Regions from separate parts of the Sus scrofa genome. Here region 1 is linked to region 2. Evidence: chromatin contacts called from public Hi-C data. All regions are on one chromosome and are shown on one strand. Each heading gives the region's core, a stretch centred on a gene start, on an enhancer-like site or on the middle of the called end of the contact. The rest is flanking DNA. Distances are from core to core; before and after follow the strand shown.

The links. Hi-C and Micro-C count contacts between places; a contact is called where the count stands out from the background.
Region 1: a contact with region 2 is called in a Hi-C map of embryonic fibroblasts, with 2.8 times the contacts expected there. The contact joins two enhancer-like sites. A contact is called at or near these places in 4 of 47 Hi-C or Micro-C datasets (embryonic fibroblasts, fetal heart ventricle and heart right ventricle) and 1 of 2 datasets of contacts at active chromatin or transcription factors (alveolar macrophages).

What each region holds. Positions count from the first base shown.
Region 1 is chr2:94,995,175-94,999,491 of Sscrofa11.1, forward strand. CCNH (cyclin H) reads right to left here. Exons shown (of 9, transcript NM_001166313.1): 7 at 1,591-1,702. Among named protein-coding and RNA genes, the nearest start is that of CCNH, 21 kb to the right of the region's middle. Within about 2 kb of position 2,652, at least 2 of the 83 cell types and tissues checked have an H3K27ac peak or open chromatin away from gene starts, as enhancers often do. A contact at or near this core is called in embryonic fibroblasts, where this site is marked.
Region 2 is chr2:94,699,766-94,704,163 of Sscrofa11.1, forward strand. No RefSeq gene overlaps it. Among named protein-coding and RNA genes, the nearest start is that of RASA1, 180 kb to the right of the region's middle. Within about 2 kb of position 3,061, at least 6 of the 83 cell types and tissues checked have an H3K27ac peak or open chromatin away from gene starts, as enhancers often do. A contact at or near this core is called in embryonic fibroblasts, where this site is marked.

The DNA of each region.
Region 1 (4,317 bases), core at 1,402-3,901, 300 kb after region 2:
TATAGGAATTTGATAGATTTATTTATGACTACTGAATCTAATAAAATTAAGCTTATTGAATCTAATAAAATTTAAGCTTATTTTTTTGTCATTTTCTTTTTTCGAGTAATTATTTGTTAATATTTTATGTAAGTGTAGGTCTGTAATGGGTTAAAAAGAAAATTAACAGTCCTTTACAGTTTGAGAATCGCCCTTTAAGTACTCATAGATATGCAGGGTTTGCTTAACACAGTACACTTGAAAGAAAGATGTAAACTCTGGCCAATTAGGAACTTTGGATTATGGTCCATTCAGTCACCTAGCTAGAAGAGTAAGATCAATAGTTGAGTGGTCTAATTCAGAGGTGGACAAATTTTTCTTCAAAAGGCCATATAGTGAGTATTTTAATTCTTGTACGGGCATGTAGTTTCTGTCACAACTACACAATTCTTCTGCTATAGTCTGAAAACAGCAATACACAGTATGCTAGATGGATCTATGTTCCAATAAAACTATTTCTAAAAACAGGTTGTGGCCCAGATTTGGCCCTTGGGCCACAGTGTGCCAACACCTGGTCTAATAAGCCCATTTCAAAATCAATGTGAAAAGATTATAAATCAGTACTGCAATACTTTCATTCATTAAAGTCAACATTTTTCTTTACTTTTGCTGTAACACTGAAACCCAGGAGTGAAATTTACCAATTTTAGGTTCTATTCTAAGCCATGTTTTGCAGTTACAGCTACAAATATAAAATAGTCCCATATTTTACACACATCATAAGTCCTGGGATATTCTCCTACTATAGCTTTATAGTTAGAAGAATTTGAGTTACAAGTACCTGATCTGAAGGCCTTAGAATTCTGGTCTGATGTCTCATATATTATCCAATAACAATATAGTCATCAATTATGGAATCAGAAACATCTCAAATGCATCTCAACTGTAAGATGACAGACCTACCTCCCACTAAGTTTTACAGAATGTGTTCCACAGAAAATATAAAATAATAATTTTACCATTCTTATTACCTACCCAGATCCCCAACTGTTTAAACACCTGAAAGGTGTAAGCAGATCTTCAAGCTGCAGGTGATAAAGAGCTCAAATATAGTGAATTCCACATTCAGCAACAAGTCAATAAGACGTATTACAGTGTTCCTTATGGATGCAACAAGAAATCTAACAGCACATTTTCCTATTGATTCTGTCTTCAATATAAAGTTTACCACTGAGAGAAAATATGCCAAATTTCCATACCCTAGCTAATAGAAATAAATCTGGAACAGTGTACTTGTTCTCCAGAGGAGATAACCAGACCTACAAAAAACCTAGAGATTAAAAGGACAAGAAGAGGTTCATGAATTCCCTAGGAAGACTCTGCCTCATGGGATCCCACAAGCCAAAGAACACGTTAATCACAGCAGGAGCAGAATTGACTATAAAAAGCCAAATTCTTTTATTATCTCGTGTTTAATCCTGTTGAAAAAAAATCTGATTTAATAGGTAAGTCAGTTTTACCCATATGAGCATTCACCAATTAAATGACATTTTAAGCTAAACACAATAATAGTTATATCTGTTCTAGGATAACAGTGTCCCATCTACTTACGTAATTACGTTAAGTGCAAGCTCAGGAGAGTGACATCTCTCCAACTTCTGTTTCAGAACAGCAACTTCTTCAGATCTGGGTGGTTCATATTTTTTTACCAAGTTTCTCATGCCTATATGTATATAAAAGAAAGGATCCACATCAGATAATGAAAAGTATGGTTCTCATAAAGGGGATGAATAATATTTTCCCATCTAGTTTTGGGAACAACAAAGAACACTCCTGAAATGTGGTTATTATTATCAGGATTATTATTTCACATTAGAATTCAATGAACACCATACTCAAGTTACTATAGCTTCTGCTGCTTAGCCCGCGTCGTGTACAGCATAACGATAAGCAGGCTTTGCTAGTCAGTATTTTTTCCAAATCCTACCATGGTCACTTTACTCAGTTTTAAGGCTTTTAAAAAATCCCTATATGATTTAGTAAACAATCTTTGTTCTCTACCACCAACTATATTCATAACATTCTGTCCTACAGATGGAGGGCCTCATGTACAAGGAAAACATTATTATGTAATATGCAATGAAGGAAAAATGCTTATAAATACCCGTCAATGATGCTTTGCTTTAACACAATGCGGAACCTATACAATGAAGCATCACCAAGAAAACAAAAATACCCTCCTTATGCTAAAAGCAAACTACTACAGTGACTAAGCACACAAGGATTCTCCACCTGGGCCCTTTATATTATTCAACTACCACAAAACAAAGAATATAAATCTCATGATTTTTATAAGGAATGATGAGAGAAACAGGGCTAATTAGCCAGCCATGTGCTCCAAATGAGTGACTTATTTCATAAAGCAAATAAAGCAGTGTTTGCATCAAAACCCTTGGGACAGTATCTTGTGTGTGAAAAATTATGAATAAGATAATACCATTCCAGCTCTGAGTTTCAGCAAGAGCTATTCTTATTTTACATTTAAACAAATGGAGTAAAATGAAGGTAAGTGTCAGCTATAAAATCAGCACAGTGGGTTACCTTTAAGACCTCTTGTACTTACTAAATTCCTGGATCCTAATATCTATGGCCAAATCACAATTAGTTTTGGAAGTGAACCCTCTAGTGGTATAACTGAAAACCTACAGTTTTCTGACTGATAAATTCATCACTCTCACTTAAAGAGGGAAGACCTCGAGATCATTTCCAACAAAGAATCAAGAAATGATATTTACATGCCCTGAGGCATTTTAACTTTTGAAACATAAAACATAAAAACACTGATTAACTAATGTCATCCAAGATCAAGATCTTCAATGTCATATTTTATTGGCTTACTCAATATTTAAACCAGAAATTTATTCATAAGGACAACTGGCACAAAACATTTTGGAAACAAACATAACTGACTTTTAACCCTGAAGATGTGCATAGTAGCCATGAGCATGCAGTGTCACAAGAGCAAGAATGAACATGGAGAGGAATGGCTAATCCAGCCAATCAGTTAAGGGGAGGTTCTAACTCAATCCTTAAGAACAAGGTTGCCATATAGCTTGGGGAACTATATTCAATATCCTGTAATAACCTACAAGGGAAAAGAATCTGAAGCACACACATACACACACACATCTGAATCACTTTGCTGCACATATGAAACTAACACAACACTGTAAAGCAAGCATACTTTAAAAAAGTGAAAAGAAGGAAAAAAAAAACAAAACCTTAAGACAGTGTTTCTTAGCATAAGCACTACTGACAGCCTGGGCTAGAAAATTCTTTGTTGTGAGGGTTTATGTTAATTTCCTGAGATTGCTATTAAAAATTACCACAAACTCAGGACCTATTAAGACAACAAAAGTGGACTGTTTCACAGGTTTTTGTTTGTTTTGTTTTTTTGTTTTGTTTTTTTTTTTTTTGCAGCAACTGAGGCATGCACAAGTTCCCAGGCCAGGGATTAAACCTGTGCCACAGCAGCCACATGAGCTGCTAGGGTGAGAATGCTGGATTCTTAACCTGTTGTGCCACAAGAGAACTCCTGTTCCACAGTTCTAAAGCCTCAGAGTCTGCAATCAGTTTCACTAGACCAAAAACAAAATATGGGAAGGGCTACACTCTAGAGGCTTCTGTTCCAGCTTCTGATGACTGCCAACATCCCTTAGCTTATGGCCGTACTGCTCCAATTTTTAAGACATATCTTCAAATCTCTGCTGTGTCTTCAAAATCACCTTCAGTGTGTCAAACTTCTCTCTGCCTTCCTCTACTAAGGACTCTTGTGATTATATTTAGGCTCAATCTGAATAGTCCAAAATAATGTCTTTAACTTTGTCACACCTGCAAAGACTTTTTTGGGGGTGTCTTTTTGGCCATGTAAGGTAATGCTGGGCTTCCACTGATAATCTTTGGGGAGCCATTTCTCAGTCTACCAAGGGGCTGTATTATGAATTATAAAATGTTTATTGGGTCCTATCACCTCCGTGCACTGGATGCTGGTAGTAGCTGCCAACATCTCCCCCTACCGCTAAGTTGTGACAACCAAGAGGATGGAGATGCTGCAAAAATTCCACTCTGTTGAGAACCATGGCTTTTCTAATATCAACTAACAAAATGACTAGAAAATGACATATCAACTAGTTAAAACTGACTTAACTACAATATATGAGTTTCAAATTTAATTAGTTTTGGTTCCCTGTAGATATTTTTCAGTGTCCATCATGTCTGGATACCTTTTAAAAGGAACCTTTTAAATCTCAACACTTTCTGCACCTGATTATATTTTCA
Region 2 (4,398 bases), core at 1,811-4,310:
AACAAAAAAAAATAATAATAAATATAAGATATGATCTATGTATCCTACATCAAAATAAACTGCACTTGGCTTTTATAATTGCAGATATTATCATTTGGACTGAAATACAATCTGTTATTAAACTTACATCATGTCAGTTCTGCTTCTTGAAAGTAAATTTAAGTATGTTGCCCTTTAGGCACATTCTGATTGACTTGTGGTTGATTTCTTTCTCAAGAACAGTCATTCAAATGTGAGAAAAATTATTCTTCAGATCCTGAAGTTTAAAACTTAAATTTAGAATGGCATTTTAATAGCTAATCTTTTCTTCGAATGGCTGACACAGATTGTAAGGAGATAATTGTTATGACCAGTGATGGTAAGTTCTTAGACTACTTGGAGAAAAATACAGATGACGTCCTAAAGTTGGATGATTATGGAAACCCACTGAGAACAGTGGTTTGTAACCTAGGTAGACAGTGTGGGAGACAAAAATGATCAGGCCCAATGTTTAGGAGGTCTTGGATACATTTCAACTATAAGTGAATTGATATACCACAAAACTGATAACAAAACATCTAGGTTGTTTTCTTCAGCTTAGACAACATAGATCATAATTTTTTTAAATTGGTAGGCAAAGTCCAAGCATCTCCATGTAAGTAATAGGCTAGTATGTTCCGGTCTTTTCCCCTCTTCTCCACAACCTCCAACCTCTACTTCATACTGAACTTTGCTGACTACATTTTCAAAGAAATTTAGATGTTATACATGTTTCTTTTCTTATTTGGTGGAATCACTTCCTATTTTGACAATTCAAGGAGTTTATGATAATGTATTCCATTTCCCTAAATCAAGGCCTCCATTTTGCATAACACAATGAAGCTTTTAAACAGGAAAAGGAAAAGGAAGAATTTCATTAGTGGGGAAGTTTGAAAATATACTTTAACGAATATCCAGGAAAGGAATAAGGGCATTTGACATCCTCTAGAGATATTTTCTATATAACTAGAGTATATGAGAAAAGCAGATGTTACCAATGGAAAGTGCAAAGCTGAAATGCCCTCAGTTACCCACCAAAACCACAGAGAATGGCTCATAGGGCCAGGATACTCTTCTGTCAAGAGAGGTCCCTGAAAAGGCAAATAAATGTAGATAATCCTTCAGTACAAAGATTATGACATTAGGGAACTGGTTCCTCTAAAGGATGTGCTTAGGATGATATTAGGACTCTGGAATAAGCCCAAGTCAATATTTTTTAATGGTAAATTTTTTTTTAATTTCATTTTTAGTTTGTATTGGAGTACAGTTGATTTACAATGTTGTGTCAGTTTCAGGTGTATGTACAAGAGGGTAAATTTAATGTTATGTCTGTATTACCACAAAAAGATTGCTTCTCAGCCATTTGGCTAAGATCCAGTGTAGTATTTTACCACAGTAAAAAAAAAAAAAATCACCAAAAAAGAAGAAAAAGTATACATAAGGCAGTGTACTGTCAGAGCAAGGTAGGGGACTCGGGGTAGGAATTAGAGATGGTTCAGACCTGTCACCTCAATTGACAGGGAATAATTCCCAAAGACAAAAAGAGAACCAGTAGTGCTGGGGCTCACGGTGAACTGCAGCAGAATCAGGGCTGGAACCCACATCCCCGAGGGGTACCAAGGTGGGACCTGGTCTTTCTGCCCCCTGGCTGCATCCTGATGCCCAGTGTCCAGTGGCCATCAGCTAGGTGGCTGGGTAGCCTTCCTTCCCCAGGGCAGGGCTTGACTCACCTGGAGCTGGGGAAGCCCATCAGCACCTGCCTGGTGCCCTACCTGGGAGGTAGGTGGGACCTAGGTCCCAAGTCAATATTAGAGTAAACCCAGATTTATTTTCATTAGTTAACTAATTTATATTAGATTCTATAGTCTTGAGATGACCAGGACCTGGGTGATCCAAGATTTTTTTTACACCATTTAAAACCCTCTTCTGACCCCACATTGGGCACCAAAAAAAAAAAAAAAAAAAAAAAGAAAGAAAACCCTCATCTGATTCTGTACTAACCCCTTGTCAGACAAAAGAATGGCTGGTAATTATTTCCTCGTCATTGGTCAATTATCAACATGGAGAGAAAAAGACATATGTGACTACAGCACAGTAATACTCTATAGATGTTATTTCCATTCTGTTGTTTCTAAAGACAAAGGGTGAAAGGCAGAAAATAATTGTCCAAAATGTCAGAAATTGAGTATCTGAGAAGTGTAGAGAAATTAATTCCTAACACATATAAAAAAGACTTGTCATCAAGTTTAATGATGAGATTGTAGAAGTTATAGGCAACACCAAAGAAAATTAAAAAAAATCCGTTAAACTTTTTCTCATCTACATAAGTAGAAATTAAAGAATTATTAGAACTGTTTTCTCTACATAAAATTTTTTAAATGTACAAGTTTAAATGGTACGTAACCCTTATTAACAGCTTTACCCCTAATATCAAAAGCAGTCTTCTGGGAGTTCCCATCATGGAGTAGTGGAAGCGAATTCGACTAGGAACCATGAGGTTGCTGGTTCGATCCCTGGCCTTGCTCCGTGGGTTAAGGATCTAGCATTGCTGTGAGCTGTGGTATAGGTTGCAGATGCAGTTTGGATTCTGTATTGCTGTGGCTATGTTGTAGGCCAGCAGCTGCAGCTCTGATTCAACCCTTAGCCTGGGAACTTGACACAGGTACTGACCTGGAAAGCCAAAAAAAAAAAAAAAAAAAAAAAGAATAGCCAAGCAACTCCGGTAATCAGCAATGAGTAGAAAGAAAAATTTCGAATTCACTAATTTCACAAAATGATCCACTAATAAAATCAAGATGTTGCAGTGCAAGCTCTAAGTGTTTCAGTCATGTGCTGAGATATCTAATATTAACATTCTTTTGAATCCCACAGAATTTCTCACTTTCCTTAAAAAAAAAAAAAATCACTAAGGATATACTCCTAAATAGATTCAGCTGAATTGTTACTAAACCTGAAAAAGAAAAATACTGCCCAGTGGTTCACTTTTAAGTCAGCAGTTTGAAAAACATTCCAAACCTCTGAGCCATTGCCTGATACATCTTGCTTCAAGACAGAAATGATCAGGGTAGGTCAAGTAACACAAACAACTCTCTCGTGCAAACATGACAGTGTGCCTTTAAAGAGAAATACTCTGGATTTCCACTCGGGACTTTCTACAAAGGTGGGCTGTGTCATGGCTGGAAGCCCTCTCCTATGTTCAGCCTTGAAAGTATGCACAGATGCTGGCTCCTTGAGGAAGCCCCCTAACTACCTCTCACCCCCACTTCAAGCAGAGCAGCCACTCCCTTTTCTCTATCCCAGAGGACGCCACCAGGCCTTGCTTCATTACGATGTAATAAGTGTGTGTTTTCTTCACTCTACTGTGAAATTTGGGGCCGGAGAAAAGTTATCTTAGTCATTGTTCAGATATTTGAAGATGGAATTTTCTTTCTCTCTTCTCCAAACTGAACATATCTTTGTCTCGCCGTTCCCCATAGAAAAGTTTTCAAAGTCCCTTAAACAACCTGCTCACCCTCCTCTACAAACTCTTTGATTGACAATGCCCCATGCCTCAGAAATACCATCAGGAGTTCCTGTTGTGGCTCAGTCAGTTAAGAACCTGAGGATATGGGTTTGATTCCTGGCCTCACTCAGTAGGTTAAGGATCTGGCATTGCCATGAGTTGCGGTGTAGGTCACAGACATGGCTCAGATCCCGTGTTCCTGTGGTCAAGGCATAGGCCAGCAGCTGCAGCTCCCACTCAACCCCTAGCCTGGGTGCAGCTCTAAAAAGACAAAAAAAAAAAAAAAATAGCATCAATCATTGCAGTCAAATGTATTTATTTGAGGTCAGCCCTACAGAATTCTCCTATATTTATGCAGTTCTGATCACTTGGGTGTTCAACTATATCATAAAATATTTCTCTCAACAACTAAGCATCTTGGATAGTATGTATACACAATAGATAAAGTCATTCAGCAGGCACATATTAAGTAGCTCCTAGGTTCCAGGCACTGTGCTAAGAACTGGAGATCCTGCTATAGACACCCTCAGGGAAGCCTCCCTTGTGTAGCCTCCTGGAACATATTAACACATGTCACATATAAATGAGGGTTTCATAAACAAATTCTCTAGGGTCACTTCAAGTTATGTCTTTTCCTTAGGACTTTTTGAAACTTCTAATATTTAAATGTAAATTGTGACTCTCTAAGACCCAAAATATAATATGCATTATTTCCTCAATTTATCTGATCATACTACGCTATTTCCAGAGTACATCTTGAAGAAACATTGCATGAAAATACTTTGTGAAATACCTTGTAGAGTTTATAGACAAGTAAACAGATAACTATGATTTAAGGAAATAAGAGCTATGGTAGAATCTCAGGATGAAACACAAGT